Regions from separate parts of the Anas platyrhynchos genome. Here region 1 is linked to region 2. The links are chromatin contacts, called in public Hi-C maps. All regions are on one chromosome and are shown on one strand. The core of a region is the stretch at or near the end of the contact, and the rest is flanking DNA. Distances in the headings are between cores, read along the strand shown.

Region 1 (6,674 bases), core at 2,687-5,186, 170 kb after region 2:
TTTTTATGTGCAAGTTAAAGGATGGGATTTTTCTCTTCTTCTTCTTCTCATGGGAAAGCTCCTTAAATTGCAGTTTGACATTAACATCAAAGAAAGTTAAGTTATTGACTCATGCTGTTTTCTAAGGAAAGTCTAAACACAGGTTTTTGAAGGAATAACATACTTTGAAACTTGGGTAAATAAAGAAAATATTTCTGTGTCAATATGATCGGTTGTAGTAAATGCCCTTGGAAAAAACCTGAACTCCTGAGTTGTCTTCCTAAATGCCAGCTTGTTAGATTAATAAAACTTAGAGTGCTTTTTAGCCATCCTCAGAATTGTTTTTAGTGAAGTTTGACAGAAGGGATGTTCAAAAACAAAAGAGGAACAGAGGTGGAGAGAGAAATGGTTTGACAAGTCATTTTCAAGATGATGGATGGAAACAGGGTCTTGTGCACTCTGTGTGGTTGGCCCAGTAGGCATTTTCTGAGCCATGCTGACTACACGAAGATGAGAGCGGGGGCTTTTGGAGCAAGGGAACAGGTGGCTCCAGCATTGCTCCTCGGGCTTTTGTGGCAGAACATGAAGCACAACGTGTTGTTTTCATGCAGTGAGTTGCCAACACTTTGATTCAGCCAGTTTGCTAACACTGGGAACTTCCAGCTTTTGCTCCCCTGTATGGCAATGGCAGCAAACAGCAATGATACCCAGGACTGGTTTGATTTCAAGAAGATCTTTGTAGCTCTTTTGTTGCACCAGTGATAAAAGTCATGGCTGCTTTTCCAGCATTGTGCTGGAACATTCAGCTATCACCAGATCTCAATAATAACAAACTGGTGTGTGATCAGTGCCGGCAACCTTAGCCTCCCTTTTTGGGCAAGGTGTAACAGGAGAGGTTTTGGAACTTGCATAATGTCGTGTAGAACACATGGTTTGTTGAAACTCTGAGGTAAAGAGCAGTTAGCCCTGGGGTAAGTAAAAGCTCTGTGCTGGAAATTCTCAGGACTGTTTCAAATTTGATTATTTTATATTATGTCGCAAAACTGATTTTTTACAGTAGGTCTCTATGTCTGGAATTTGAATTAGGAGAGTTTGTAACAGCAGGTTGCTGCTGGCTGGAAGCTTGATTTTCAGTTCTGGTATTACCCAATTATAGGGAGAAGACATGCCTTAAAGAATGAGGGAGAAAAAACCCTAGAACAGGAAAAACAAACGGAGTGAGACAGTGATAGGGGCTAGGTGACAAGTTGCAAGTGTCACTAGCGGACAAGCCAAGTTAAATGTCCTTATTAAAACCATAATTTCCATTCTTTCTGCCCCCTGCTCAGCGTTTTCAAATGAGGTTGGTTGTTAGATACATCTAATGTAAGGGGTCGTTAGAGGATAGGATCTTTCTTTTATATATATAAGTAAATATATATAATTGTATGTTTATTATGTTATATCCAATAATGTCTGCATGTACATACATGTGTATATGTATTATTTCAGTGTTTGTGTCATCAGACTTTGGGATTTCTGTTCATCTTTAGTAGCCTAAAGAGCAGCAACCCCATTATTATGTTTTTCCACCCTCTCTCTCATCCTTGCAGCTTCCTCTATCCCCCCCCCAAAAAGTTGATATCCATTGTTTTAAAAAGACCTAATTTACAGTCATTTTTCTCTTTGCTAGTTCTGTAGGCAGCCGTTTTGATCATAAGTACTAAATGGTGAAGGGTTATATTGCTGTGTTTTCAGCCTACAGTGTCCTAATCCCCAGTTGCTTGTTTTTATCTGCAAGATTCCTGCTTTCCATACGAAAAATCCATCCAAGGCTATGTCTGTGTAAGGAGCACAGCCTCTGAAACATGGGTGCCTCTGAAGTTTTTACAAGCAGAATTCCAAGTCCTGACAGACTCCGGGACCAGCAGATGGTCATGGATTGTTGTTGGGGTTGGGTATTGTCTTCATGTTTCACCCCTCCAACCTCATCGCTACATGGGATCATCATTAGTCATCAGAAGTGTTTCTCAACCTTCTCTCCCCTCCTCCAGGGCTTGGGAGCTGTCTCCCTTTCCCTGGTGGAAGAACTGCCCTGCTTCTTGATAACTTGTCCACAGCATGGAGCAAGTGAAGTCGAGTCTTTATATTTTTTTATATTTATACTCAGTGCTCTTGTGGCTCAGTCTATCTGTGCAGCCATGTTTTACTGACTCTGTCTTCTGTTTAAATTTGTGTTTTACAGATGTGGAGGAACAGTTGGTGCCATCTTTACTTGTCCCTTAGAAGTAATAAAGACACGGCTCCAATCTTCAAAGCTAGCCTTCCGGGCTGTCTACTACCCGCAAGTCCAGCTGGGGACCATCAGTGGTGAAGGAATGGTTAGGCCAACGTCTGTATCACCTGGGCTCTTCAGTGTTCTCAAGTGAGTACTCACCTGTGGTCCTTTGATGTTAATTAACACCAGAGATCTGAGTTTCGATTCCTCAGTGCAAACAGGCAACGCAGATTTTGCTTCAGATTTGCGCTGGAAGGATGCAGATCAGTTGGGCTTCTGCATTCAGCAGTCGAAAGATAAATTATTCTTTTAAAAACACAGATAAGTTTCCTGAGTATTCCATTAAGCTTCCACGGAAATTTGCTGCTAGCACTCAAAAGCTTTCCAAAGCAAATTGATTTGAGTAAGTGTCTGGAAGCATTATTTTTAAGTTGTCTCTTCAGATTGGAGCTTTTTGGTAGTTATTAAGTTGTAAGGATCAATACATAGGACATGCCACAAACTTTTGGTACTGTTTAGCTTGCAAGAACTGTCATAGAAAATATTCTGGATGAAAGGTTTACTTATTTATTATTATTTTGAACAACAGAGAGTATAGTCTTTGTGTTTTATGGGGAATTGTCATGTTTATTATCTCCTTGGAGCAGTGGAACAGGTAATCCTTACTAGCTGGGGCCAGTTCTTCGTACAATGAAGGACTGAATTTGAGTCGTGTACTCCTTGTCTTTCTTTCCTGGAGCCATTCCCAGTTTGCTTTGTGTGGCTGGTGAGAGATCCTTGTTTCTATTACTGCCCAAGCTATTTACCTGTTTGATGGAGGGAAGTTTTAATTCAGCCTTTTCCTGTCACGAACTCTCTTGGAAGCTTCATTTAGAAGTGAGAGCCTTTTCTGCTCCTTAATGGAGCAGAGCTGTAATGATGTTTCTGATTCTCTGCACTTAGTGATTCATGCCAGCCCCTGATCCATCTTTGAAGCCTGCCCTGCTTTTAGCATCCATTTGAACCAGGTGACCTCCAGAATTCTGTGATCCCATATATTTTAAGCTGTGCTTGTCTGCTCTGTCGTGTGGGTGATCTGTAACTGAAACTTACAGGAGTGAGGGAAGGGCACTTTTTGCAGAAGTCTTGCCAAAATACACTTAGAGCTTTGCAAGCTCTTATCTTTTCCTCAACTGTATCTGTCCTAATGAGATCTCTTCTGTTTATTATTAGTATGTTGCTTCAGGTAATTATTATTGTGCATCAGTCCTGTCGACACCTGTATTATTTAGTCACTTTTCTTGGTTCAGATTGCAGCAGCTGATGCTCTAGCTGTTCCCTTTTCAGATGTATATTCATAAAGAAGATGAAACGTGAAATCGTGTCTCTTAGAACTGCTGACTAATTTTACCAGCAACTCTGAAGGACAAATCTCTACTATTATATTTCCTATCAAAGCACAGTAAAGTTCTGGTTCAGACCTCACGCAAATGCATTGAGGCACGCCACATTTGGATCACTGGGCACGCAACGGGGTAATGCAGAGGAGGTCCTGCTTAGATCAGGTAGTAGAAATGCCAAAGAAAATAGCTAACTTGACTAGCAAAACAAGTTGAATGATTTATGTAAGGCCAACACACTTGGCAGGTTGCCTGGGGAGAAGCTGCACGGTTATATAACAGTACAGTGCTAACTCAAATTCTCTGCAGAACGAGATGGCTGGAGTCATTCTGGGACTTGAGTTTCTGTGTTGTAAACACTGCTTCTGTCCCATGCCAAACACTTTGTATATTCAGAGGTGAATCTAGAGCAATCCGTGACTGAAAATGTGAAGCAGTGCCAATTGCCTTCGATTTTCATCTATTTTTTTCCCTTTGTACTTTTTTTGCTCCTTGCAGCATTGCACTTGAGAGAGCTCTGACTCAATGAAGTGGTAACTTAAAGGCACGAGGTTCTCAGTTTATTTCCTCTTCCCATCTTTCTCTGAGATCCTCCTTTTAGGGAGTTAAAAAAGGGGTTAAAATTGAGTCAACCGTTTAATATATTTATTAAGCTCATTAAATTTGGTGACTATGATCCTGAGTTCATTTTACTTAGGAATTGCTCAGCTGCATGTATCACCAAGCTTTTCACCTATTTACCCCAGAGGATTAAGAAGTGAGAGCAAAATAATCGTGCTCCCTGTCATTCCCTTGGTGGCAGTATCCATGAAGTACAGGTAATGCTATTGATTGTGATCTTTGTGATAAAACACAAGTGCATGAAAGAAGAGGAGGAAGTTAGGTCTCTCTTACTCTTCCACCCCTTTCTCAATCTTGGTCATGCGTGCATGAGCAAATTGGATGTGAATTGAATTTTCTGTTTTAGGAAAGCCATATGGCTAAAGAAGCAGCCCTTTAGAGCCATACATATAAAATCTGTCTGTGAGTTAAAGGTGTTGAGTATGAAGGCCCCTTAACTGCTGTAAATAGAACGAAAGTAGGTACTCAGGAGGGCAAGTTAAGCCTGCTGCTGAATAGAAAGCACTCCAGAAGGACAGGCTGTTTTTGTCTAATCCGTTTAAGATTCTGATGAGTCACCCCAGCTGGAAGCTGCAGTCGTGACTGTTAAGTGACAAAGAACAAGTAGTTGGTGGATCTGTATCCTTGGAGACACTCAGCCCTGGAGTTTACACAGAAAGTTCAACTTCACTGCAGAAAAAGCATTTCAGAAGCTCCTATATCTTCTTCTGTCTAATGAGCTTGTTTTTGGACCCTGTGGGGAACGTTCCCAACAGTGCTAATGACCTAGAAAGCAAACTCTGAAAAATGGGCATTTCAAACAGGTGCACGTGAACTACACCTGGGACCTGGTGTTATCTGGATTTTATTGCACGGTTTTCCCATAAGACTTCAAAGTGGAGAGCTGCCATCTAGCAGGTTGTGCACTGACATCCCGATGGTGACTAGACCGTACCTGGCTGTCACTGGTGAACACTTGGCGGTGTTTCCTAGTGCTTGTCTGTCAGGTTATTCCTTGTGAATATGTCTCCTGGTAATAGTGCAAAGATTTCTGTAAGGTTAGCTCTTTTTTCAATGAGGCACCTGAGCAAGGTATTGTACAGAACTTGACAGCTGCTGGGGAAATGGCTGAAAATGGCTTTGGAAACCCAGACTGGAGCAATTCCAGAATTGCAGGAAAACATCATTTGGTTGTTTTCCTGCTTTAGACCTGGCCATGAAATCCAGTGGCAGTGGTGCACAGGAGTACCTCTGTGCTTGGTGTTTCCTTTGGAAGGATGCCGAATGCCCTCAAAACCAGAACAGTTACCCTGAGACATAGCTTGTGATACGGTGCTGCATTCAGCTTTCACTCTGGGGAAAAAATCATGACTAACTAATTATGAAAGGGAAGAGGGCTCCTTTTTCTTTTTTCCCCATGTCTCTATACAGGCAACAAACTCCTGAACTGCTTAAATTGCTTGGATACAGAAAATGCCAAAAGTATTCCATGTTCATCAGAGTCAACTAGCATTGGATTCTCCGTGAAACTATTTAATTCAGTTCCTGACAGTTTTTCAAAGAATGGAAATTGTAAGCTACTGTCATACAACACACATTGGCCTGTAGCACGCTGAAGTTTTACAGCACAGTGGCTTTTATCCAGTAGTCTATAATTCTAATTTTCAAGTCTGTTGTGTAGCTTGAGAGCTAACAGGTTCACAGCTAATACTTATTTCTTTAGCACAGTTCTTTTGACCACCTGCCAGAACAAGAAATTTAACTTTTAACCCAAATACTACCCATTTTTTCCCTTATTTGTTTTTATTTTAAGGTCAATTCTGGAAAAAGAAGGACCAAGGTCGCTCTTCCGAGGTCTGGGTCCAAACTTGGTTGGAGTTGCACCATCAAGGTAAATAGTTAAACTATTGCTAAAAGACTCGTTGAAGGCACCGACCCGAATATTGTAGTTTGTTTGTGATTGAGAAGAATAGGTCAGAAAATTATCCCATCTGTAAACTTAAATTTTGAAGAGTATCAGATGTGCATATGCCAACAAATAATTTTAAAATTTGCTTTATACTTGTATGACGCTGTCTTTCAGTTACATGTATCAATCACTAAATATATTCAGAACTTGCTTCTCATCAATATTCATATCCTCTTCTCAAAAGTAATGAAATTATGAAAGTCAGTACCTGTCCTTTTATAAATGAAACCTGGATATGACAGGTTTGTCATATTTTACTGGCTTCTGTAAACTTTTATGTGTGTATCTTAGCTGCTTCTTTTGACCTGTGCTTTCTGTTATCAGTGGAACTTAGTTTATGATGCTATCTTCAAAAACAAAAAGAGAGGGGCAGGGGATATTTTAGCCTAGCACTAAAGGAGAATTTAAATTAAGGTGTAGTTTAAGTAAGTCACTTAAGTGGCTTTTGCAATGACTTTATGCTTTAGAAAACAGGGGAATGTACTGTAGA
Region 2 (7,056 bases), core at 4,373-6,872:
CTGCAGGAGACTGAAACTCAAGGCAGGGTCAGGAGAAAGCTGAGGCTTCCAGCAACACTTTCTAGTACCAGACTGTTGACTCTTGCAACAGCAGTGAAAAGCAGACTGCCTTGCTGTCATTAAACAAATCCCCGGAGCTTAGAAGAGCCGCTTACATTAATTATACACATGCTGTGCTTTTAGGAAAGCCCCTGGCACGCAGGAGCACCGTGTTGTGCAAGAACCTACGGACACACTGCTGCGGGAGGCAGCCCGATCCAGAAATATCCACAGCCTGAAAATGATCAGAAAGTAGGATAGAAAACTTGCAAGAGTAGGATAGAGAAGTTGTGCACAGAAAGGGAATCTCACCCCAAAGTTGCACGACAGGTCGGCTGCAAGGAGTGAGTTATGGGGGCAGTGCTATGCTGCAGAAAAACTGGGTTTGGGAACATAAACATCCCTGCTCTGCCTCCGAGACCAGCTGTGGCTATGTAGCCCAACAGATTCGTTCTTCCACCACAAACCTTCACTCCTCCAAACCCGCTCTGCATCTCCAGGGGAGGCAGCAGTGGAAGCAGAGTCCGCTCACTTACCCCCTTCGTGCCTTCCTCCGAGTCGGAGCTCTCCTGCTTATCCTTGTTCGGCTCCATGTTGGGCTTTGAACCACAGATGCTGAGTACGGACTTTTATAGCCAAAACAGATGACACGGGATGGAAACGCCCTGCCTGGACAGAAAATCCCTCCCGTGACTTTCAAGGAAGTATCCAATCCACGGCCAGCAACATCAGCCCAAGCCCGAGCTGGCTACTGGGTTTCCAGTCCTGCGCGTCTTTTTGTCTCCTCTCCCTTCCCTCGTTCAAGTCTGTCACCGCTCTCAGGTGTTCCTGTGCCAGCTCCAGACTCAAAATAGAGCCCAGCTACAGGGGAAACATCCTCATGTGCCCAATGAGGAGGAGCAGGCTTATCACCAGAGCTGCTGGAGCTGTTCGCTGCAGCACAGGTATGTGGAACAGATGGGGCTGTGGCAGGAGAGCTGCTGCTGCTCCACGCTGCACCTCCAGCACAATCGGAGCTTCACCGCTGCCTGGTGACCACATTCCAGGAAAAAAAGGGGTGTTCCATGGGAGCATGGCCCCTAAAGGGCTTCTGCTGTAGGACAGTGATAAACCTGGACCGCACATCTACCCCTGAGCAGAAACACCGCGCCTGGTCCCACCCCGCACAGCCCACCTCCCTCGGGGCACTCCTACAGGTTGCAGGTTTTTCCTTCTTGGGCTTATTTCTGACAGTGCACAGAACATGCTGTTTGTACAGCAAAAGCGTGTTAGTTTTCTTTCTACACACAAGGTGTAGCACGCCGCCAGCTTAGCATTAACCACTTACACGAGGAGGCTACTTCGAACAGCACAGGACTGAATTAATGATTAACTACAATTTCTACAGTTGATCAGCAAAATGCAAAGTTCACAGATACCCCTGGCAGCCAGAGCAACTGGAACCAAACCGCGTTGTTATTGGGCTGTCTTTCTTCATCACCCAGATCAAAAAAAATGCACCTCTTGAGTCAGAGGTGTTCATGCGACCTGCATGCATGCCTCGAGTGGCCACAGCCTCCCTCCTGTGCGGTGAAGTCATCGCACACAGAACCTACACTCAGCATTTTTTTTCTCTTTTGCGTGTCCTTGATTGTCTTTTTTGCACCCATTAGTAATTTTTCCCAGGAAGAAGTTTTGCAGGGCAAAGACCATATGATAGAAATAGAACGGCAAGATGACAGCTGCTGATAGATTTGGCTTTTTCCACATCCTCAACCCCAACCCTCAAGGGATTGTCTTTGGTTTTTAAAATAGCTTTGTTACTATTTACTCTGAAAAACTACCTAATTAGTCTAAGTCGTGGCCTCAAAGAAACTAAATCCAGTAAGAGCTTAACATCTAGAAGCCAAGTGCTTCACAAGCAGTTCTATCAAACGCCTTTAGTGTTGGTCATCTGTAACACTGACAGGTGAAATTCAGTGAGGTAATCCCATTCATGAGCCACAAGGCAAATAATATTTTTAAGAAATCACAGAGAAACAAGGATTGAAAGAGAGATGGGAAAAATACCTTCAGCAACCAATTAATGGAGAGACCTGAGGGGAGAGCAGGAATGGATTCAGAGAGAACAATGCTGCAGGTTCTCGTTGAGCATCACAAGAACCTGCATCCTGCAGCCACCTCTGCCAGAGGAATCCTGGTCAGGACCAGAAATAGAACACCTTTAAGCGTGCGATTTTGGAAGTGCAAACACTGCTCAGTGATCCAGAGTGAGCACAGTAAAGCACTGCGGTGAGTAACATCATGGTTAGCCAGGGCTGGTAATTGCTTTGGCTCATTAGAGAACAAGACGAGAGAAAACATTGAAGAATTCCACATTAAAACCTGGATTTGTGGGCAACATGAACACGCGAGGAGAGCACAAAGGCTTCTTCTTCTCTGGATGACACAGGAGATCCCTATGGGAAGCTCGTGCAGCCATCCTATTTCTGCAGATATCCCAAACTATGTGGATGCCACCAGGTCTGCTGCCCTTCCTCGAGCCCCAAAATTTTGTCTTCCAGGAGCTCCGCAGCCAGCAAGGCAGCCAGGGCAATGCCCGCACAGCGAGGGTGAAGAACGACGCCAGGCACTGACATCAGGAATGTTCAGTTTTACACAAACCTTGACTGATTCCAGTTAAAAATCACAGGTAGTCATTATAAAAACAAAACAACCCATTACCACCGAACAGTGGCTGAATAGCACTGTCTGCTGCTTAAATATATCATTTCATATTTTTTGGTGGGGCAAGAAAAATCAAAGGCAGCTAAGTACATACTTTTTCTTTCTTTTCTTATATATTTTTTTTTTCTCACCATGGCCAAAAGAGCAGATTGCAGGTTCTTCCTCCTCAGGTTTATTTCTGACAGTGCACAGAACATGTCATTTTTACAGCAAATCGTATTAGTTTTCTTTCCACACATGGTGTACCATGCTGCCAGCTAAGTATTAACCACCTACACGAGGAGGCTACTTTGAACAGCACAGACTTGGTTAACAATTAACTACAATTCCTAAAGTTTATCAGCAAAACGCAAAGTTCATAGATACCCCTGGCAGCAAGAACAACTAGAACGAAACCACGTTGTTATTGGGCTGTCTTCAGCACCCAGCTTAAAAAATGCATCTCTTGAGTCAGAGGTGTTCACGCGACCTGCATGCATGCCTCAAGTGGCCGCAGCCTCCCTCCTGGGTGGTGAAGTCACCCCACACTCAGCATTTTGTTGGGTTTTTAAGTCCTTGAATACCTTTCACTTTTTTTTTTTTATATATGAGGTATTGTAAAAGATGAGATGAATCAGAGCAGAAAGTGCTGGTCAGGAGTGGTCCAGCTGCTCAGATGATGCTGGTCAGGTTCCCACTGTGCTTCCACGATTACTTGCTGCAGCTGCTTACATGAACGCTACGATGCTGGTGGCAGTAGGAATTGATCTGTGTAGCCCCTTGCAGGGGTGGACACACTAACTAGGTGTCAGCTCAAACTGCAAGCACAGCTTGCAAAGCCTGTCATAAGAAAAATTGGCAAGAGAGCCTGCCCTAAAAATAGGAAGGGGAACAGAGCCCTGCTGCTTCGGGGAACAGAGCCCTGCTGCTTCAGGGCAGAGCGACTCGGTCCCTAGACTTGTTGTCATTTGTCCCTTCCTGTTTTTTTGTAAGCCAACAACCTAAAGACACTGTTTGCTTGGAGATTGTGATAAATTGGAACCCACAGGACCCACATAGCCCACTCAGTAGTTTTCTGATGGAAACTGTTCTCAGTGGCTCACATCCCAAAAGCTTGCTCATGCATCATGGCCCTACATATCCCTTGGGGGCCTTAATTGAACAGAGATGCAAACCAGAATATTCATTAGCTCAAAAACTCTTATCCTGCCTCAGCATTCCCGTTGAGGGATTACAGCTAGCTGGCACCAACAGGGACACTTGGAGCTAACTCAGCTTTTCACGTTACCTTCAAAACCCTTCAAAGTACCCCAAAATAAATGGGACAGGTTATAGCTCACTCATAGATCTTGGGTCAGAAGAGGGAAAAAGCTTCATAGGTGACTCGCTCTGCCCCATAGCTGGGGAATTCTGAAGGACAAGCTTCTCATGAAAAACCTCTGCTTTTTGAAGCCAGTGTCATTCTTCTGGGAGCTCTTGGCAGGCGGGCAGCCACTCCAATATCCAGTGATCATATGAAAGATGACATCTGTCATGGTTTATAAACTCTTTCTCTGAGTTTGAAGAAATAACCTTGTTATAGACAGAAATCAAACAGGACACGTATTTGCCATCAGAAATCCTTCATCAGAGAATAAATATTTGCTTATGACAGTAGAACACTTTGAATATTTGCCAATCACAGCAGGAGTCTGGCAACAACCTCCCTGAGGTGGTAATTGGCCCTGAGCTTGGGAGATATCAATGAAGGAGGACAGGATTGTGAACAAACTTCTCCTTGAACTTTCGCAGTAATTGCAGGGAAATAACGATTGCCTCCAATTGCTCAGATCCCGTTGGACTTGAGCAAAGAGCAGAGCCAACTTCACAGGAATTTTACAGGCACTTTTCTCATCTCAGCTGCTGCACATATTAAGCTTCTTACATCTGCTAGAGCACGGAGTGCATTTGCCTGGAGGCATTAACCCAGCTTTGTTATCTTCTCTCCTCTGCGCTTGTCCACTGCATGATGAGCTCCCATGCAAGCACGCAGAGAACTATTTACGACCAACTCAACTGTCTGCGCCCAGAGCTGGATCCTACAGAGCCCTGCCATCTTTGGCAAGAGGGGGCAAGCATAATTTAGAGGTGAGGCTTCGTTTCCAGGAGAGTAAATCTGCTGGAGACAGATGCAGCCGAGTGCATCAGCAGTGAGCAGTGGAAAAGCTGTGGTTAGGTTAGAGGCTGGTGATGCTGCTGATGGCAGTGCCTGCGGTAAGGAGCCTCATTAGCAGACACCCCGCAGCACAACACGCCCAGGGACTGATACTGGCAGCCTTTTCACCTGCTCCTTGGGAAGGAACTGCATGTGTAGCGAGGCTAAATCAATATCAAACGCAGCCCTGAGCTACTGGCGAGACTGTAATTTAGGTAACAAGCGATTTGCCTGCAGACGAGTTGTATACAGGCAGTGCTTTATTAGCTGCATCCATGGCTTCCAGGCAATTAAGAGGCAGACATGGCAGCCTGAATGCCTACCCAGAGTGCTGGATGAAACAGGCACATCCTGCAGATAAACACTGACACACAAGGAGCTCTACAACTCCGAGGTAATCAAGACCCTGTTTCTGCTGCACGAGGTAATACCGGGTAGCATCCTTCTCTCCTTTCCACAGCTACTGTCGAAGGCTATCTCAGCAGAGCCACAATCACCCACACATCCCCCAAATAAGCACAGAGGAGCAGGCAGGTCTGTAAACTTACCGTGTCACGCCCTGATAAGTTGGACTGGGAACCGTCCGGTCCTTTCTCCATTGGCATGGCTGTGAGATGCAGCAGATGCTTTGGGAAGTGTTGGAATGCCCAGACATTAAAGCTCCACCTGCACTTTGTTCAGCAGAAGCACCCGACCATTCAAAATACCCCCGCTGCCCTCTTGGACCTCAGTGGGTTCACTTTTCCGTGCAGGACAGAAGCACTGACTATGCCAGCCAAGACCTGCCTTTTGCCAGCTCACGCCACCCTGCATCGATTCCTGTGGTTCCCTGTGGGTTTGCAAGGACTGCAAGACTTGGGGAATTCATTCAGCCCAGCACAAGAGACATCCCTGCTGCTTCTGAGTAGCAGAAGTGATTTGTACAATGCAAATGTTTGCTTTGGCAGCATTAGAGCACTCAGGTCTCATCTCCAGAACCGTTCTTCCTCTTGAGGAGAGGAGATAGTAGTGACACAGCCAGAAATTAGTTTTCCAAGCTCTTCTGCTTTCAGCAACAAGAAATTCATCCTCTGCTTGGAAGCAGATGGTTCATTAAACCCACAAGCTCCAGGTTTCCCAAAGTGAAAGGCTGCCTAAACCCTCCCACACTGCAGAACCCCTGGCTCACTCCTGGAGCCAGGGATCACCTTGCACAATTAGACTCATATCTCGTGAAAATAAGAAAAGAAAAGGAGGAATGGTATTTTGCAATGACCAAACCAGTGCCAGCAGATGAATGCAACGGTGAGGGGTGAACTCACCAAGGTCTAACTCACTCCTGCCTCAGGAAGCAGTGTGGGCAAGCACCCTGCAGCCACTACAGCTTTTTGTTCTTTATTCCCCTCATTTCAAAGTTTGTTGTCGTATTCCATCCGATCTGCCCCTGCATCCCACACCTGCCTCCTCCACACAGACCCCTCTCCTCCACTCTGAGGGTTCATTGCAAACTAGTCCTTAAAATTTTGTTAAGAGCTTTTTGTGAGCTCCAAAGCCCCCCCAGGATGGTTACTGGAAGCCAGCACACGGCTCCCGTCCTTCATTCTGCCCCAACCCCAGCTCCATGCACTGGAGCACACTGAGCACAGGAGCTCCAAGGGGCCAAAAGACATCACAGTATAGAGGATAAACTAAAAGACAACCCTTGACATACAAGATAACTTTTTTTCAAAGGCTTGCAATGCAGACACAAGGCAGGGCGTTGATGCAACCCCCCTGACAGAGCAGCCAAAATACCTCAAGGGGTTTTCAGTCACTTCTACCACTGCAGAACAAACACCTTTCCCTCTGCTTGCTCTCTGCAGCATCCAGGCTCGGTTTCCTCGCCTGCCATGCAGCAGGCCTCCAGCAGAGAACATTTTAGGATCAACCACTTAAATTTGGGGCACAGCTATAAGCCACAGAGCAGCAGATACCTCACATGGGAAGCATTGTGCAATCAATCAGTAACACAGACTGTTGCTCAATCAGTTCTGAATATAGCCACGGGCCAGCACCACTCCTTGCTCCAGGGCCCCGGCTGCTTCGAGCTCTGTAAAATGGCCAAAGTTTTAATCTGAGTAAAGTTCATTCACAGCTGTGAATGCACGGCGACTTACACA

The links. Hi-C and Micro-C count contacts between places; a contact is called where the count stands out from the background.
Region 1: a Hi-C map of skeletal muscle shows a contact between it and region 2, with 2.6 times the contacts expected there. The contact joins the enhancer-like site here to the promoter of SLC2A5 in region 2.

The regions. Positions count from the first base shown.
Region 1 is chr22:4,155,890-4,162,563 of IASCAAS_PekinDuck_T2T, forward strand. SLC25A33 (solute carrier family 25 member 33) reads left to right here. Exons shown (of 7, transcript XM_027443204.3): 2 at 2,204-2,383; 3 at 6,029-6,106. Among named protein-coding and RNA genes, the nearest start is that of SLC25A33, 10 kb to the left of the region's middle. Within about 2 kb of position 3,937, at least 1 of the 8 cell types and tissues checked has an H3K27ac peak or open chromatin away from gene starts, as enhancers often do.
Region 2 is chr22:3,980,540-3,987,595 of IASCAAS_PekinDuck_T2T, forward strand. It overlaps SLC2A5 (solute carrier family 2 member 5), which reads right to left and starts at 5,623. Exons shown (of 12, transcript XM_021269451.4): 1 at 5,467-5,623. The coding sequence starts at 5,523.